3 separate regions of the Gossypium hirsutum genome follow, and all the other regions are linked to region 1. Evidence: chromatin contacts called from public Hi-C data. All regions are on one chromosome and are shown on one strand. The core of a region is the stretch at or near the end of the contact, and the rest is flanking DNA. Distances in the headings are between cores, read along the strand shown. Region 1 holds the start of LOC107962388. Region 2 holds the start of LOC107893959 (dynamin-related protein 5A). Region 3 holds the start of LOC107946967 (phosphatidylinositol 4-kinase gamma 2).

Region 1 (3,144 bases), core at 208-2,707:
AATGTGATTTAAAGTGATCGAACTGAATTGACTGGTAATGCCCCGTAATCCTATTCGGGGGATAGATAAGGCTTAGGGGGTGTTACATGTGATACATTTAAATTATTGGATGTTATGATGTTTAAATGTTTTCGATTTTCAGTAATGTTCTGTAACCCTAATTCGACAACGGAGACGGATTAGGGGTGTTACAGTGACTTTGGTACATTATTGATCAAGTTGTTTGTTCATATTTGATTTATAAAGATTGTATGTTTTGTTTGAAATTATAGTATGAATGTGTAAAGTAGTTAAATTGGAAATCGCAAGTTGCAGTTTCATTAGAAATTGCAGAAATAGTTTGTCACGTCGCGACGAGATCAAGTTACCATGCTATGATGCAACGTCGAGTATTTGTCGCTGGGACGAGACCTAGTCAGTATGTTGCATTGCAACAAGGAACCCCTGACATCGCGACATCAACTTGAAGTTCTGAAAATGTTACAGTTTTGTCCTAATTTGATCTCGAGTTAGCATTATAACTTTCGAAAGCTCATATAAGACCTAGAAACGTATGTATATTATTTTATATACTCAAATTGCCTATAATTGAATGTTAATGGCGTGAATTGAATTATAAATTGTTTGTAGTTGCTTCGGTAACTAGTATAACATTTTATAGCTCAGACCTGGCGATCAGTTCGGGCAATAGGCGTTACAACAAGAGTCAAATGATGCCAAAGCCATTCTCATAAAATATGAAAGCCAAAATGATGAGATTTCAATTGTTGAAATATTCAAACCTGGCCATAATGGACTTGATTACACTGTTAAGAAACTTATATCTCCTTCAGTTTTTGTTAAATCTAAATACATGGTTGCTACTTCATCTTTTAAGGTAGGTAAAAAGAAGAATAAAAAATCTCTTTGAGTCCAAATATATAAGATCCCATTGTTACAATTTGATGAATGATCAAAAATGGAGAAATACAAGGAACATCTAATCAAATGATACAAGAGTTTATGGAACAATTACCTAGATGGCAACATGTATGCAAGATTGGAAGAAGTTTAGATCAGTTGCAAACATGTTATACAATAACTCGAAACAAGTGCAAACCGAGGTAATTTCAAAACCCATAAAAAAATGTTCAAGTGGCTTCAACCAATTGACTTGAGTCACTAACTAATATAGGTTAACAATTAATAAAGAAAATAAATATAAAGAGTGTACGAAATGAATGCAAGTAAAAGGAACGATTACAAATTAACCTCACTTATTCAACCTCAATTCATAAATTAGTAATTTATGTCAATTTAACTTGAATTTAGAATCAATTACTCAAATCCATCTCCAGCTTTAGGATAAGTTCTTAGAAAGCACAATTGCCACTGATGTATATTCCTCAGCGCCTCTAGTTATGTACTACAATTATTAGCTTTGTCCTTGACTATCAAGATATTCACGTGGAGGTTGTTACCTGAAATCAATTTTGGGTAATCTCTTGATTAGATCACCAAGGCACTAAGGCGAAAGTAAGGAACTACTCGGACTTACTTTCCCTTTAGAATTTCTATTTACCTATTTATCACTTAGAGTAAACAGCATACGCATAAATCAAAATTGTCGGTATGGTAGCAATTGTATTAGGCAGTGGATGCGAAGAGATAAATGATGGATCAGAGATTGGGCTCAAGGAATTGTTTGACTCAATCAAGCATCTAGCATTGATCAAAGGATCAACAGGGGCAGCGTTGGTAATGCAGATTATCAAGCCTTTTCTTTCACTCCATGAGCCGAAGGGAAAAAAGTAAGAGAAGATGGGTGTATAATGGTCTTTTAACATTAAACAATACGATCATACAGGAACGACTCTACCCACCGGTCATGGTTACGTACAAGTTTGAGGAAAGTCAAAACACTTCCCGTTAACACAACAGTGATAAGAGAAAAATTATCTCTTCATCTTTTGTTAGAAATTCTTTTTCTATAACCAAATCATTATCTGTTTCTTTCAAACTTATTCTTTCTTTTTCTGCTCCTGCTGCCTATACAAAAAGAGATCAACTTCTGTAAGCTCTGCAGAACCTTTTTTTTTTTTTACCTTATTTACTTTGGTTAATGGGAGTTTGGTTTTATTATTTTTCTTGCTTTGCTTTTAGTTTGTTGTTTTAGCTTTCGATTATGGGGCATAATTTGTTCTCTTTTTGTAATAGTTTGAGCTGTTAATTAGGGGTTAATTGATTCACTTTGATGTAAAAAAATTTGAAAATTCAATGGTTTAATTGTTCCCGGTTCATGAAAACCTTGTCCCTGTAAGTGGGCTAGATACGAATTATATGACACAGTAGATTTATGAGATTTTAATTCTAAATCTAGGAAGCATGAGTGATTGATTATTCTTGTGATATACATGTTATCTCAATATTGAAGGGTTCCGCTTTAGGATAGGTCCCGTAGCAGTTTATAGTCTCGGCAAAGATTGAGAAGTGGTGCATTCATGTTGAATCTGTTCAGTTTGCGGGGGCTGCCTTGGACTGGTGCTAATGGTCAGCAAAAGGTTCATTCAACAGCCTCTTTGAATTTCCCATTTGGTTGTCATTGATTATCATGCATCCCTTAGTCACCTCCATTTTCAGGTTCAGTTGACGGCTGCAGAGTTGGAATCACTTAGATCGGAACTCGCTGATATAGAAGAGAGAGAAGCTCACATGAAAGCTCGGTAAAGGAGAGCTGAATCTTGTCCTTTGAACCATTATGTATATTTTGGTCAGCTATATATGAACCTTTTGTTCTTGAGGTCTAGCAAATAACATTCCTACGCAATATTCAGATTTGGATACAATACTTCTGCATGTGATGATGTTTCTGTGTCATTGCAGGTTGGAACATATCGAGGGGATTTTGCGATCGGCTCGACTTTCTGGCTATTTGTACATTCGAACCGTATGCATTTTCCAATTTTGCTATCTTTGTATCAAGTTTATCCTGCATCCAGCTCTTTGTTCTTGCGTTACTGTTACTCTTCTGGTTAATGATCTTCCTACATATCTTTAATTCTCAGAGATGGACAGCTTTACCCGGAGAACCTGCTCCTATCGATGATACCAAAGTCAACGATTGGCTTCCTCGATTCATTGTTCTTCACGGCCAATGTATATTCT
Region 2 (2,769 bases), core at 261-2,760, 140 kb after region 1:
AATTCCTCTTGTAATGGCGGGACGTCGAGCCGGTGATGCCGAAATTGTGTATGCTTCAACCAAAAAAGCGGAGCGTGAATTGAATTGGAGGTAAGGCAATAGTTTATAAAGTTCATTTTATTGTTGAGGAGAGGAATCTTAGATGAATTGGGTTGTGATTGATTGCAGGGCAAGGTACGGCATTGAAGAAATGTGCAGGGATCAGTGGAACTGGGCCAGCAAGAATCCATATGGATATGGATCTCCTGAGTCAAACGGAGTGATGAAGTGAAGACACTGTGAAACCACCAATCTATAAAGACATTTTATGATCATAGGATTTTTATTTTTTATTATTGACAGGATTTTAGGTGATTAATTAATACGATTAAAGATGTTACGAATTATAGAGAAAGAGGAACATACTTAGTATAGGGATGCTTCAACTGCTCAGAAGCTTGTATTATACTGCTCCTCATTACTAGCAATCGTTTGTGGCTGTTACCAGTAGGAGTAAATTATCACATGAACACGAACTACACATAGATACTTGTAATGAAAAATACCATCATTGTTCATTTTTTTATTACATCCTTTATGATTGTTAATATTACAAAAATTTGAATTTTAAGTTTATTAAATGGTGAACCTCCAATCAAAGGAAAAAAACACACAAAAGTTGTTTCTGTAAGGCTAATAAAAATAAAACCCCTTAAATTAAAGCGTCATTGAATAATTATAAAAGTATAAAGATACAGGCCCACTACAAACGGAATATTGGACTAGTCTCCAAGTCCAACGGCTTTATATCGCCAATTTAATTAAATCCAATAAAGAAAAGAAAAAGGTTGCCATGCCATGCCATCTGTTATTGTGTAGTCTTTTAAATTTAATTTTGAAATGCCTTCCACTCTACACATACAAACAAAAATGTGAACTATAAAACCCAAATCTTAGGATTTCAATTATTAGCTTTTTGAAATTTAAATCTTTATGAGAAAATGTTAATTTAATCTACTTCCTTTTTTTTTTAATTAATAAATTCATTTATGATATTTTACTTATGTATGGATTGAAGTTATAGGAAGAAAGAAAAAGAAATCTAAGAGTTTCCCTTGTTTGATTAGCGGCTTTCTTTTATTTAGATAGGAAAAAGATAATGGAATTGAATATCTCAACAAAAAATAAAATAAAACTTTAACATGCAGAAAATCTTTTTTCCTTTTTTTTATATAATTATATTATAAAAAGATTATGGTTTAAAAATTAAATATAGTGATTTTTTTATTTGAAAATTACATTCTCTCGTTAATTTTAAGAATTCAAATAATTCATCTTCTTATTTTTTCTTTAAAATTATTAATCCAAAAATTCAACAATAAATCAATTTCAATTTATTTATCCGATTTCATAATTTTAATTAGAAAAATTGGAATTAATTTTACCAAGTAAGCTCTGTCGAGTCGAATATATTTTTACCTAAGCCAATGGCCTTATTTATCACTTTCCGGCCCGGAGTTTTTCCAGGCATTGTTTACTCCATTGTCGTAGCTAGACACGCCGTTTCACTTCAAAAATGCATACTAAATTCAAACACAAAATAAATCGGTGGTAAAAATAATATTTAAAATAAATAAATAAATAATAAATAAAACGCGCTTCACTTTTAAAGCCGAAGTCTCTTTATTCTTCCTCCATTTCAAAACTTCAAAAAACTGCTTTCTCCGGACGGAACTTCATTTAGTTCTCATTTCTCACTCAGATCTGACAGGTGCCGTTTCTTTACCTTTTCAGCTCAGATCTAGCTTATTTGAATCCGACGCTTGTTATCGTCGCCGGCACCCATCTTAAAAAAGAAAAAGAAAAAAATGGATAATTTGATTTCTCTGGTGAACAAGATTCAAAGAGCTTGCACTGCTCTTGGTGATCATGGAGAGGCAAGCGCCTTGCCTACTCTTTGGGATTCCTTACCGGCGATCGCCGTCGTTGGTGGTCAGGTCGACGCTCGATCTATCTTTTCCTTTTTCTATTTCTAGTCAACCTTTGTTTTCTTTTTTCTTTTATGATCTGCTGGTCTGAGATTTCAATATTAACAGAGTTCAGGGAAATCTTCGGTGTTGGAAAGCGTTGTCGGCAAGGATTTTTTACCTCGTGGATCCGGTAAAAACAATAAGTTATCGCTCTCAATCTATCCTTCATCGTTAAGCAACTCAAGAACTGATTCTTTTTTCTTTCATTCTGCTTTTTTGATTAAAAATTAATGCAGGTATTGTTACTCGTAGACCTCTGGTGTTACAGCTTCATAAGAGTGATGAAGGAACCAGAGAATATGCTGAGTTTCTTCACCTTCCTAGAAAAAGATTTACCGATTTTGGTAAATATCTTCTTATCGTTCTTTATTTAAGCAAAAGGAATTATATAAATCTTAGGGTTTAACTTTTTATTATCTACGTTATAGCTGCTGTTAGGAAGGAGATTCAAGATGAGACGGATAGAGAAACTGGGCGAACTAAACAAATATCTAGTGTTCCAATTCATCTTAGTATATTTTCTCCCAACGGTATGACCTGTTTGTAAAAATTATTTCTGTTTTCTTCCACTTTATTTAATTGTAAAAAGTCATCTTATTATATGTTATAGTTCTACCAAATCTCCAGTATATAAGATATTTTCTCTACTTATTTTTTTTATGTAATTTTATGCAGTTGTCAATTTGACTCTGGTTGACCTTCCTGGTCTGACGAAGGTAGCTGTTGGTAAGTTAACGGAAACGCCTAGTGAAAATTCAAA
Region 3 (2,854 bases), core at 191-2,690, 220 kb after region 1:
ATTTATTGATGCAGGTAACCCCTGCGGATTGTTTACAGCCATTGGCTCCTCATCAATAGGCTTAAATATGGAAACATATTCAAACCCGGTCTTATTTTGCATGAAATAAGTACCTCCAGTCCCTTCAGATGATCTAATCGGGTGGTTTCCTGCCTGCAATCCTTCAAATGTGGAATTGATCATATCCCACGCAAAAAAAGGCAATTGAGCCTTAGGGTTAACGATAACAGGCTTCAACCAAATATCACTTAAAAATGGTTCATTTGTCACAATATGAAGCCCCTCGGGGTTGTCTTCTCCTCCTCCTACAATCCCTCCTTTTCTCTCATCCAAATCGCTCTCAGCGATAACCGAAAGTTCCAAATCTTTCTCAACGGGCTTAGCTCGAACTTTGGCTGATTTCTGAACCACCAAATGAATCACAGCATCATTATCTTTGCACAGATCATCGACTAACCTTTGGTCATCGACTTTTTCTCCGTTACAAAATATTTCTTGTTCATCGACATCCTCAAAACCCTTCCCTTTTCTGGCTATCCTCTGTTTCAGATACCCAACATTTCTGTTCCTATCAACATGCAGCTCAAATTCTTTACCGCAAGTTGACCGTACAGTGATGAGCAAGAGATCGGAAAGTTTCAAGACTAAATGCAAAACATTCCCACCCTTTATGCCGTAGTCTTTGACGAGTGAATCGTTACGAGCCAATTCTCTGCCTCCGAACACAAGCTTCTGTTTCTTCGCCACAAACCCTTTACAAGTCTGGATCCGAAGCTTCACGGAGGCTATTGGGTCTGACTCCAAAACCCGCATCGGAATCATCGAACCAGCAATCGAAAGGTAAATCAAGATCGAGTCACCCGCTTGGTTATTGCAGTAACCAGCAGTAGAGTGAACCGGTTCTTGACTCACCCGACTCAAAGCAACATCCGCAACGGACATTTCTGCAAATGTTATTTCAGACTTTTATTTTAATTTCCCTTTGCCAAAATCAAAACAAGCAGAAGAAAGAAAGAAATTGGAAAAAAGAAACAAATGGATGGATGTAAGCTAATTTTTTTTCTTTCAAACTCTGGCTCTGCAATAGTAGTCTGGAGACGGGGACATAGCTGCTGCAATGGCTGAAATCCTAATGTTTTTAGCTCAGGAGAGAAAGCGGATTCTTTACCAATGGAAAAGAATCGAAAGCAAAGGTTCAAAAATGGGAGCTTTTTAAATTGAACAATGGAAACAACAATAAACTGTAGAGGTGGGTGATCCAAACTACCCGATTAATTTACACTATTCGTCAATCTCATTTTTTTCCGATATTTGTGCTTTTTCCGTTTCTAATTTTACGCGGTCTTCTTGCCGGTTTTCTCCACTCCAGTGCTAAAACGGAAACAGTCGACGATAAGAGACTGGGGGAAGAACGGTAATGTAGCCGTTGCCTTTATATAAGGCTTTGACCCAACCGTGTATAACGGAGCCGTGTTTTAAAATTATTAAAACCACCCTTGCCCGTTAGACTATCAGTAACGGACGTTTCAGGTAAGAAGACGAGCTGTTCAGTTTACTAATATGCCATCCACAATTCACGTTATTACTTGGAAAAATGGGTCTACGTGTGTAATTAATGAGTAAATTTCACATAAATAACCAATAATGGAAATTTGTTTTTTTCTTAAAAAGGTATTTTGTATAATTAATATGTAGATTGTGAAAATTAATTTCCACAAGGTCATATTTAGAAATTTCAACAAAGAAAATATTAACAATCATTACTCGAAATGAGATTTTGTTCTCTACGGAGATAAAAGAATAGATGCTTAAGCTATCCATTTTTTAAGTATGGTCTTATCTACAAGTAATGTAAAGTTTTCCTTTTTCTTTTTCCAGATGTGATAACACTAAAAATATTGCTAGTATTAGCAAAATCATTTATTTAATTGATTTAAATGAAAAAAAATTGACAACTCATGAAATTAAGTAACTTGGTATGAAGTATGGATGATTTTTAGAAGGGGTAAATATGAAGTATATGTCACTTTTAGAAAAAAAATGGATTTTGGGTTAATTTTTTTGGATATTTAGGAAAATAAACTAATTTTGAAGAGAGAAAAATAGAAAATACGTCTTTTTTTTTTAAAATAAAACAAAGGATTACATAGAAATATTCATAAATGAGTTATCAAAAGTGCTTTCTTCTTTCTAGATCTCTTTAAACTCCCACGAGGTTGTTCGAACATATGCAAAGCTTCATTACTTGATAGAGCCTTTTTTTCTAAAGCGTCTACTATCCGTTTAGTCTCTTTATGGATATATCTCAAAGAACATTTTTTTTCAAATGTTAGAATTTGTTGAATACTCCTTATTAGAGTGATTTTTGGTCAATGGTAACTTTTCCCCACGGTTTTTTTTCCAATGGCTAAAGACAACTAGTTTATTTGCTATATAAACCTAAGTCATTTTCATCCTTTTGCATTCAAATCCCATCCTCCTAATTCTCTCAATTCTCAAGCATGGAGGAATGAGAAGAATATGAAGATGAGGAGCCAAAACCCCAACTACGAAGAAATCCTCCTCGCAACTGACACCTACTGCATATTTTTGTCATGTAAATTATCATTTACTTTGTTGACATTTAATTTATATTGTATTACATTTTTTCCATCTATAATGTACTTATTCCAATTATACAAAAAAGTTGATCTATTGTATTTTACATCAACAATATACTTATTTATAATCTAAGGAAAAAATAAAAATTTGGGGTATTGTATTCTATTGTAATTTTTATATCAATGGTGTATACTTATTTATTTACAATCTATGAAAAATTTGTTTATATTGTATTCTACTATATTTTACATCA

What was found. A called contact is a pair of places that touch in the nucleus more often than the background predicts.
Region 2: a contact with region 1 is called in a Hi-C map of leaf, with 4 times the contacts expected there. The contact joins the promoter of LOC107893959 here to the promoter of LOC107962388 in region 1. A contact is called at or near these places in 17 of 34 Hi-C or Micro-C datasets (anther, hypocotyl, leaf and 2 more).
Region 3: a Hi-C map of leaf shows a contact between it and region 1, with 1.8 times the contacts expected there. The contact joins the promoter of LOC107946967 here to the promoter of LOC107962388 in region 1. A contact is called at or near these places in 9 of 34 Hi-C or Micro-C datasets (anther, callus, hypocotyl and 2 more).

Annotation. Positions count from the first base shown.
Region 1 is chrA08:80,129,369-80,132,512 of Gossypium_hirsutum_v2.1, reverse strand. LOC107962388 reads left to right here and starts at 1,457. Exons shown (of 6, transcript XM_041074486.1): 1 at 1,457-2,540; 2 at 2,620-2,702; 3 at 2,863-2,926; 4 at 3,045-3,144. The coding sequence starts at 2,481.
Region 2 is chrA08:79,994,195-79,996,963 of Gossypium_hirsutum_v2.1, reverse strand. It overlaps LOC107893959 (dynamin-related protein 5A), which reads left to right and starts at 1,510. Exons shown (of 16, transcript XM_016819120.2): 1 at 1,510-1,976; 2 at 2,076-2,139; 3 at 2,246-2,353; 4 at 2,438-2,539; 5 at 2,685-2,735. The coding sequence starts at 1,848. LOC107893957 (UDP-glucose 4-epimerase GEPI48) reads left to right here. Exons shown (of 9, transcript XM_016819119.2): 8 at 1-90; 9 at 169-557. The coding sequence ends at 271.
Region 3 is chrA08:79,909,505-79,912,358 of Gossypium_hirsutum_v2.1, reverse strand. LOC107946967 (phosphatidylinositol 4-kinase gamma 2) reads right to left here and starts at 1,440. Exons shown (of 3, transcript XM_016881485.2): 1 at 1,268-1,440; 2 at 1-944. The coding sequence starts at 942.